2 separate regions of the Rattus norvegicus genome follow, and region 2 is linked to region 1. Evidence: chromatin contacts called from public Hi-C data. All regions are on one chromosome and are shown on one strand. The core of a region is the stretch at or near the end of the contact, and the rest is flanking DNA. Distances in the headings are between cores, read along the strand shown. Region 1 overlaps Srgap2 (SLIT-ROBO Rho GTPase activating protein 2). Region 2 holds the start of Fam72a (family with sequence similarity 72, member A).

Evidence for each region. A called contact is a pair of places that touch in the nucleus more often than the background predicts.
Region 2: a contact with region 1 is called in a Hi-C map of Schwann cells, with 4 times the contacts expected there. The contact joins the promoter of Fam72a here to the enhancer-like site in region 1. A contact is called at or near these places in 2 of 12 Hi-C or Micro-C datasets (the Rat2 cell line and Schwann cells) and 1 of 1 datasets of contacts at active chromatin or transcription factors (oligodendrocytes).

Annotation. Positions count from the first base shown.
Region 1 is chr13:45,334,157-45,338,957 of GRCr8, reverse strand. Srgap2 (SLIT-ROBO Rho GTPase activating protein 2) reads left to right here. Exons shown (of 23, transcript NM_001401376.1): 12 at 1,613-1,640; 13 at 3,276-3,300. Among named protein-coding and RNA genes, the nearest start is that of Ikbke, 47 kb to the right of the region's middle. Within about 2 kb of position 2,182, at least 16 of the 93 cell types and tissues checked have an H3K27ac peak or open chromatin away from gene starts, as enhancers often do. A contact at or near this core is called in Schwann cells, where this site is marked.
Region 2 is chr13:45,517,238-45,522,038 of GRCr8, reverse strand. Fam72a (family with sequence similarity 72, member A) reads right to left here and starts at 2,099. Exons shown (of 4, transcript NM_001081451.2): 1 at 1,240-2,099. The coding sequence starts at 1,391. Srgap2 (SLIT-ROBO Rho GTPase activating protein 2) reads left to right here and starts at 2,709. Exons shown (of 23, transcript NM_001401376.1): 1 at 2,709-2,856; 2 at 4,470-4,801.

The sequences.
Region 1 (4,801 bases), core at 933-3,432:
CCTGCCCTGGCCAATTCCCCCAAATGATTTTCTTTTTCTTTCTCTCTAGCATCTTTGATTTTATGATTTTTTTTTAAAGATGTTTGCTTTAATGTGAGAGGGAAAAAAAGCCTTCTAGTAACTTCTGATCTTTTCCTACCTAAACAGTTCAGGTCTAGGCATGAGAGCCAGATTTGCTTACAAAAAGTCTGTACTCTCGAGCTACCAGATTGCTGTACGGTGAGTTGAAGGAAAGACAGCTCATAAAAATTATTGGAAGAAACTTATTATGATTTCTTTTTCTCAAAACAATTTGAATACAGCCTGGAAGACAGGCAAAAAGGCTTTGGAGCTGTGCGTGTGTGCGCGTGTTTGTACACATGTATGCACCAAATAATGCTACTCTAGAAGGACGGAGGCTGACCACTGGGGCTCTAAATTGCCATAATTTAAAGATGACAAGTTCCAGAGATAGAGAAAAACAATAGCTATAAATCACCCTGTGTGCAAATCATCATGTCCCTGCCTTCTGTAAGTATCTGTCACCGTAATGCAAGAGCCTCTTGTTCTTGCCACAGAGGGATAATTGATGTGTATGAATATTCCAGAATGGAAATGGGACAGATGTTGAAAATAATGGCTCAGAATAATATTTTTGCAAATGAAAGCTGAGCCTTTGGTAACAGGGCTATTGAAGATTGGGGGATGGTACTGCTGAAAGTGAGCTGGACTGTCTTAACAATTAGCAACACAAAATGAAAGAAAAACCTGGCCTTCCCCAACCCTCAGAGTTGCCTTTCCTGATCTTGAGTAAGGAGTATAGGAGTCAATCTTGTCTTTCCTGACTCAGTGCTCACCAGAGTTTGCAATTGATTTAGCTAAGACAGGTCAAGCTTCATCAACTGTTGGCCCAAAGAAGGCACCATATTACATCATGGTTTATGCATGCATATGTGCATATTTCTTATTAAAAATTTTTCCTTACCAACTTTAAGGTTTTCCATTTTATTTTTCAAAACTGTCTATGGCCTATGAAAATCTTACCACCTGTCATGAGATTGCAAGCCTTCATTTGCTACCCATGTGGGTATTGTTATCCCTGCCTTACTATGCTAGTTAACAGGAGAATTTAGTATGCTTCTAAAACTAGAACCTACATGTCTTCTCCTTCTTCCTTCCACAGTCCCTTTTCTCCTCTCCAAAGTCAAGTGTGGTGTGTGTGTGTGTGTGTGTGTGTGTGTGTGTGTGTGTGTGTGTGTGTTCGTTCATATAGTGACACACAAGCCATGTCCTATGTCCCAAAACCTACCTCTAACCACCATACGAGCATGCTCAGCACGTACGTAAGAAGCTGAACTGTGTGTATGGGAAGGCTTACTGTAAATTTTGTTCTCTAAAGTGTGACTCAACTTGTTCTTCCACACATCAATGCCTGTTTTCTCATTTAGGAAGTAGAACTGACGAGGTTCAGAGGACCTAGAGCAGTAAAGTTGCTGCCCCAAAATGAGGTTCAGGGCAATCCTTTTCTGCCTCTGGCTCCCTAGGGAGATAGGAAGGACATGGTAATTCCTAGAGCGTGCAGCTCTCCCCACCTCTACTTCAACAAATGCATTTTTCCCTTCTCTTTCCACAGGTCAGCGGACAGACTGTAGTCTTGCCAGGTGAGTGACCCTGGGAAGGGTAAGGAGAGGCCTGTGGGAGAGAGCTGTGATGTCATTGTAAAAGTTATGGATGGCTTTGCAAAGGAGTGGCCCAAGGCAGGAGCTGCTTCCTTCTCCTTGCCTCACTACCTCCATCCCCTTTCAAGTGGCTGTGGAGTTGCTCCGGTTTAGGGTAGTCTGAGCAAAATAATGTCATGGGAGATGTCACTTGATTAAGAATCTTCAAGAAACTCCCCAGAGCCACAATACTGCAAAGAAAATAAACACCAGACTCTGGATCTTGATAACCTCCTAGCTAGAAGACTTCAGTGTGTGACCTTGGGGAAGTCTCTGATACAGGGAAGACTAGGTAATCTGAGCGTTTGATCTGTGGTTGTTTTTAAGTGCATGCAAAAGACGATAGGCACTAATTAGTGACTGTGTGGAGAATGAAACATGACATTGCACTGGCTTGCCAAATAGCACTGAGGGCTGTCCTCGCTGGTGTACAAGTATGCAGTCCTCCCAGGCTTTCTCCACCCCCCTCCCACTCCACCTCAGCCAAATATTTTCCCTCACAGTCATAATGGGGCTATGAACTGGCAGAGAACATGACATTCATTCAGCTAGCACCCTGAGATGCCCGAAACATGCTGGTTTAAAAGGAGAACGCGCCTTAATGAAGCACATGGCCTTATATCAACCTGGCAACTCATAGTCGTGAGGCCACTTACAGTTAAGGCTCACCAGTGACGAGTTATCTGATTTCCATCATTTCGTCATAGTGGAGTAGAGCTGAGGTCCCGTGAGTACGCCATTCCTGAGGACTGCTCTGGCGGGGTAGGGTTAGCTCTGTCAGAGGCACCGCATCACTGGAAAGACTAAAAGGAGCTGCACTGATTTCCCACGCTGGTTATCCCTTTCTCCACGTGTGCCCTTGGACTATTCATTTCTCCTCTCAGAATATCAGTCCCCTCTTCTCGAAGACAAGAGCATTTTGTTAGCTCAGAAAAGCAGTACAGTTTCAACAAGGTGCTTTAAGGGCAGGCTGGCAGCAGTCAGAACAAGGCCCAGCCCACCTTCCCAGAGCAGGGCGGTGCTGCCTCCTCATTGAGTAGTGTGGTCTGTGTCTGATACCCTGGATACAAAGGCCCCCACAGCTAAGCACAGCTTGAAACAATGACAGGGCCCTGAGGTCCCACCCTCTAGATAAAAAACAAAAATTAATTAATAAACTTAAGTGCTCCTTTCCCCACCCCCAGACTCAAGAGAAGATATACACTCTTTGGTGTTTAGTTTTTGTTTCCTTTCATACAGAAAGACCTTTAAGTTGTCTAACATGACTCTGCTTTACTACAGAGTAAACTGCTTGCTGCCTATTTACCTGTAGAACAGTGATAGACATTAACCCTCTATGCTTCTATGAAAGACTAAAGTTTATTAGGCTTTTGTTGGGAATTAACTTGGCAAGTCTCTTAGCTTCCTCTGGGACTGATCTCAGGATCGCGATGGGTCATTGCCTGCTGCTACAATTGTTTTACATGGTTTAAAGCTTTAGTTCTGGACTGAGGAGTGGTCATCTCATTCTGTCCCCTTTTTCTCTTTTTCCTTCCTGTTGCTGGACTGGTCCTTTCTGATTTGGTGGGACAACCACAGGCGAAGCTCAACCGTGAGGAAACAGGTAAGAGCCCAACAGAGCCAGACTGCCCAGCCTGGCTCATGAAGATCAAGTATGTCCCTCGGCTGTGATGAATTTCATGATGTGCCTCTGACGTCATGCTTACGCTTGGCTGTACCTTTAGTCACCGCATGGTTAAGACGGTAGCAGCCACTGGTTCCAAGCTGGCTGGAATTATCATAGGCTTCCTGATCCATTCTTCTCCTTATGGGATCTTCCATTTAACTTTCTGGTAGGTTAGGTTTGACTTAAACTTGGACAAATTGTTCCGTAACAGCCCGTGATGTCCTTCCCTAGGAGAACATGAAGAGGCCTCACACGTCCTTACATATACACCAGTCGCTCAAATAGCTGATCCTCAATCCAAACGTCTCACTTAAGTTAGAGGTTTTGCTTGCCTCTGTTCACGTTGTCCTCTTAGATGTAACCTGACGACCCTGGTGTAGGCAGGAACCTGTTCTGGGAGTGATAGGAAGAAATGCTCATCTTGGCAGGTTTGCGCTGACTGTCACCACTGTATTAAAACTCACTGCTGCGCAGCCAGCTGTCACCCATGTTAGGGGACTCTTAGCAGGGGCCTCGAGTGATCCACAACAGGGGAAATCGCAGCACAATTCCTACTTACTTTAAAAGGAAAAAAATTTAAATGAAGTGTATTTTTGCAGTAGCAAAATTCCATTCACTAATTATAGTCTATGGTAAGCAGTGAAGTGACTTCATGTTTCCCTCAGCTTCTCACACCAGCTTTGCAGGAGGGAAAGTTAGTGAGTACGGGGTGGAAGGCAGGGCTCAGAAATATCCTTCTGTCTACCAGGAAAAAGCTGATCCAGGCCTTTAAAAAAATCATTTGCAGGGCTGGAAAGATGGCTCAGCAGTTAAGAGCACTTGCTGCTCTTCTAGAGGACCCGAGTTCAGTCCCAGCACCCATGTCACGCCACTTACAGCTGCCTGTAACTCTAGCCCCAGGAGATCCAACGCCATCTTCTGGCCTCTTGGGTACCTGCACATACATGATATAAATACACAAATGACTATAATATAACGTTATATGTCAGTTGTGGTGCTGCACAGAGGCCCTAGCCTGGGGCAGTCTCAGGTGCAGGGGATACAGGCTTCCTCTACTCTTCCCAGCCCCAGCTCTCTTCATGCATCTGAGACTACCCTGCCACGGCGGGGTCCACCATGGCATTCACTGGACAAGCTTTGCCGTGTCCTCAATTTCTCAATACACTGGAGATTTGTTTTATTTCATGTGTATCAGTGTTTGGCCTGCATGTATGTGTGTACATATGTATGCATGCCTGGTGCCTGGTGGAAGTGAGGGGGGGTGTCAGATCCCCTGAAACCGAGATTACAGATAGTTGTAAGTCACTGTGTGAGTTCTAATGCACTGAGTGGATCCTAATCCAGACCTGGGTCTTCTGCTAGGACAGTAAGTACTCTTAGTTGCTTAGCCATCTCTCTAGCCTTCATCTTCCTCCTGACCCTAGATGGAACTTTAATG
Region 2 (4,801 bases), core at 850-3,349, 180 kb before region 1:
TATCTCATGATTGTGGATGCTGCTGCTATAAATGATGCTGATCTGAATTCTTTTGGATGTATGCCTATAAGTGGAATTATATGGATCATATGGTAATTCTGTATTTAATAGTTAAAGAACCACCACATTGTTTTTCTACAGCAGCTTTACCATTTCACGTTCCTGCAGCATGCCAGGGCCCTGATTTTTCCATAGTATCCCAAGGACGCTTTTAGTTGTGATTTGGCACAAATTTCATAAATTCAGAGCTGAACTAGACTCTAAAATATAACCATAGTTCATTTTTGTAAGAGTTGGGTAATATTTGTGCTGACTATAAACATTTGGCAGATTTACTCCTCTTGCAGAGGACAGCAGTTCACTTCCCAACACCCATATCATGAAACCTACAACTGCCTACCCAGAGGACACCTCTAGCCTCAAGGCACCTGTGTATCTACCCCTCCTCGAACAAACACACACATACACATAGTGACAAAATAAATCTTAAAAACCAATGCGTTCACTGATCCACACCCATTTAGCACATGAATCCATTGTGATTATAACACCAACAGAGAAAAATTCTATGCTATGATTCTATGCTATGCACCAATAATAATAACCCAACTTGAGACTTCCTTTAATGACCACAGCTGTTGTAGAGATAGAGAATTTCAAATTTTTGTGTGAGCATAGCTAACTAAAACAATACACTGGATCATAGAACCTTTGGGACATTTGGTTCTACGATTTTATCATCTAGGGCTTTCTTTTTCACCATACAAGTACACATACACAAATAAAATCGCACCTCATTTATCTCTGTAATAAATGATGACTGCCCTTAGACAATTCACAGAAGATTTCAAGGGGGCAAACGAAGAGGTTATATATAGCTTTACTTCCCTAGATTTTAAAATGTTCAAATTTACTCTCTTTTCAATCATGAATTTCACTTTAAATGAATCATTACACACTTTTCAAGTGACGGTTAGACTTGCTTCAGAAAGGAAGCAAGGAGCCTTAGAGTCAACATAAGGGATGCGCAAACACACGACTCTAAGTGCCTGGAAGCATGACCTCAGTACGGACCACGTTGGGCAAACCACAGACTTGGTCCAGACAGTCTGCCCACTTAGATAAACTCCAAGGGAATCATCAGACTGATGGCAGTGGCTGGAACACCAAATGATAACCTTGACTCTCAGGGACCCATGCCATCCACTGTCCAGTAAAGGGCCAACCCGTAAGACTTACTTGGTAGGAGGAATGTCTGTAGAGTAAAGGTCTATGTCAGTGTCAGCCAACAGAACAGCCTTCATTCCCCTAGAGCTGAGAACTTGTTTACAGAATTTGCAACACAGGATGGACACGCATCGGTCCTTGAAAGTACAGTTGTTGGTAGACATAGCGTCCCGCGCAGGTAAGAGATGCAGAATTTTGAAAGGGGAAACCTTGATTTCCTCAGGCTAACAATCGAGTTTAAGGAAGGTCTTGAGTTCTCTAAGCTCTAAAACTAGGAAGAGAGTCCTGTTTTCCTGGTGGAAAGGTAAGATTAGTATTTATTGAGTAGGAGGAGCAAATGTTACTTCTTTTTGACCTGGGGAGGGAAGGGAAATGGGAGTTCGAGGTAGGGAGAGACAAGTGGAGTTGAAGGAAGACTTCGCCACAGGCTTTATTTTCTCTGGTCTTCAAGAATCTTTTGCTCTTCAGCTCTGACCCCAGCCCGGGAATTCGGCGATTCCCAGAGGGCTCTTCCCTTTAAAGCCTCGCCTCTCTGACCACTCCCAGCGCGAGCTCCGCCCGCAGAGCGCTCCAATTCCCTGCTCTGCTCCACGCGGCTTCTTCGTGGGATTCAACGCCCCTCAGTCCTTTCCGCGCCGGCTCTGGACCTGTCCCGCTCTCTCCTCTCCGAGCTCGGCCGCGGGCTCCCTCCCTCGCACCACGGCTCTCGGAGTCCTCTCTACCCAGCTCTCGCACTCGCTGCCCGTTACCCTTAAGGTCTCTCCCACAGCGGTGGCTCCAAAGTGAGCAGCGGTGTTGCGAGGTGGAGGGGAGAGGCCTTGGAATAGGCTCGGTCAGCACCGGAGTCAGTCACGGAACACGCCGGGTTTTGCTCTTTCTTCCGCTTTCTCTGCTTTTCTAACCCGCTGTCAGTTTGAATTGTCTGCGCCGAGCAGGGATTGGGAGGACTAGAATTCGACCAAGTCCCACATTGGAAGGCCAAGGGCCTTTTCCTGACGTGAGCTCAGAGGCCGCGCCCCAGTAACGGTGCCGATGTCAGATGGGCTCTCTGATTGGTTAAGATTAGCTCGGCCTCTAAGCTTATTGGCCAGCATCTGCTTGGATTAAACCCTTCTTCCCCCTGTGAACTTGGAAGACACACCCCGAGTTTCTTATTGGTAGATGTGCTTACTGTCCAGGCCAGTCTCTACTGCTTATTGGCTGAACTTCTCTCCTCCCTTTACCGTCCCGATTGGTCCTGTCTTCTCTTGCGAGTTTGTGTTTGGTTGTCGCTTCCATTTTATCCCGCCCATCAGTTCTACTTTAGGCTTTCACAGGCCGGGGAGTAGCTCACTCTGGGACTGAGCCTAGGCAGCTAGTGTTCGCCACACCTCTAAGTTTCGTCAGCCCCGCCTCTATTCCTGGCGTCTATGGATCAGTTATTATTATTGGCTGGAGGCCCCGTCAGTCGATAGAAGGCGGGCGGTGATTGGCAAAGGGGTGGGCTCTGCTTCCCGGCGGGGTCTTGCGGAGTTGGCGGAGTCTCCTTAGGGAACTGGGGGGCCGAACTGCGTAGAAGAGGGTGGCGGGGAGGAGAGCGCTAAGTGGGAAGCGGAACCTTGGGCCTGGGACCCGTCGCGGCAGAGCCAGGTAAAGGCTCCTTCTCTCCTTCTTCCCCCGTATGCCCGGCTGCTGCTCTGACTGAACAAACCGGGACTGGGCGGGTGGACGCGTTGCGGATGCTGCTGCCCTCGGCGCCGCCTTAGCGGTGCCGCCGCCCGCGGTCCTCACACCGCCCTCCTCGGCCCTCCAAATCCCCCAGTGCAGCCCATAATACTTCTCAGGACTGCTCATCTCTCCGCCCATCCCTGCACTGCCGAGGACTGTCCTCACGCGGCGACACCGCCCTCCCGCAGCCCCTTTGCACACGGCTGGTCGGGTCCACCTAAGGGGCCTCGCCGTAACGGTCCGCTGGCCTCGTCCCTGGTCTCCTAGCCTTGGCTGCCAGCCGAGGACCCGGAAAGATGGGGTGTTCCTCACGGCTTGCAGGGCGCTTTCTCTGTCCAGCTCTCCAGTCTGTCTCCCAGGGCTCTCCACCCACTCTGATATCCAAACCTCATGCGGGTCCCCAAAGTTGCCAACATCCTGCACTTCACGTTGCAGTCCACCGCGGTTTCTCTCACTGCCTCGCCCCCAAAGCCGTCCTCCCTGCGCCCTCTCTGGTCGTCCAAGCCTGGGCGGCTCGAGCTGGCCCGGGCTCTCTCCCGCCTCAGGACCCCACCTCACGCCCGCCTCCCGCTTCCTGTCCTCCCGCACCGCGCGGCCTCTGCTCGCTCTTCCTGCGCGCGGCCCTTCCTCCAGCCGCCCGGAGTAGGCGACACTGCCGGGAGCCGCCTGTGCGCCGGCGGGGACAGGGCGGCCTAGGAGGCAGGGGCCCGCGGTAGCACTGGAGCTCTTCCCTCAGCCTTCCTGCGGTCGCCTCTCGCGCCTCCTGGAGCGACTATCACTGATGCCTCTCACCCGACTGGGATTGGGTGCGGTATTTGTGATCCCTGGGCTTGGGGGACAAAAAATACTGGGGGTATCATTTAGAGTCACCCTCATACCTGGCTTGGGGGAGGCGACTGTTGCCTGCTGCCTCCCATCTCCGGGTTTTCCCGGTTTAGACCCTCGCCTCTAGCCCGTTTCCTGCTTCTGCCGACCACATTGTTTTCCTGGATGTCCCGTGCGGAGCGGGCCCTTCCTGCAGCGTTCCCCCCTCACCCCCCTTTTTGCTGCCAGGAGAAGCTAGTTACCAAAAACAAAACAACTGGGAGGAGGGGCGGCAGGAGAAGAAAAGTTGTGCCCGTCTGGTTTGTCCCCTCTGGTATTGATCTTGTAGATGTCTGGGAGGTGCCCCAGCCGGGGGTCAGGGGCCGTGTCTCAGGCTAGGCAGGAGGACCCCTCTTGGGCTAGCTGGGCTGGGAAAGCGCCGAGGTGCCGCAGTCCCCACCCGCATCTCTGCTTTCCCGCCGCAGTCTCCGCCCGGAGCACGCGCTGCCGGCTGCTCCGAAGTGTTCTCTTTCTGCCTTGAAGCAAAATCTGGAGGGAGCCTTTTTCCTCCCTACAACGCCACGCCGGGTCTTCTGATAGAGCGGGCGTTGGTAGGCCAAGATGAATGGGCCAAAGCTGGACTTGGAGTGTCATCCCCGACCCCACCCCTGTTGCGATTAGGATCTGCCCTAGGACTGATCGCCCCCTCCCCCCTTTTCTTGCATTTACAGCCCTGTGAACCGGAGCAAAGGACTTCCGATCCACTCTGCGCTGCAGCGGCACCCTTTTGGGATTTGATTTGCAGCATCTTTGAGCTGGTACCACACCAAAAAACAAAAACAAAACAAAACAAAAAACCGCGAAGAACGCCTAGCCCTCCCCTGGCACCCCAAGACAAACCCACTCCCTCCAAGGGACACAGCTGGGCGCGTCCACACCCCCGCATCCCCTACACCATGTTGTGCGGAAGGACTTCCACTCCCCGCCTGTGTCGTTGATGTCAGACCCCAGGCCAGCCTCCGGGCTCTGCAGTTCTCCTGGTTAATGCTGCGGCTGTGGTTAG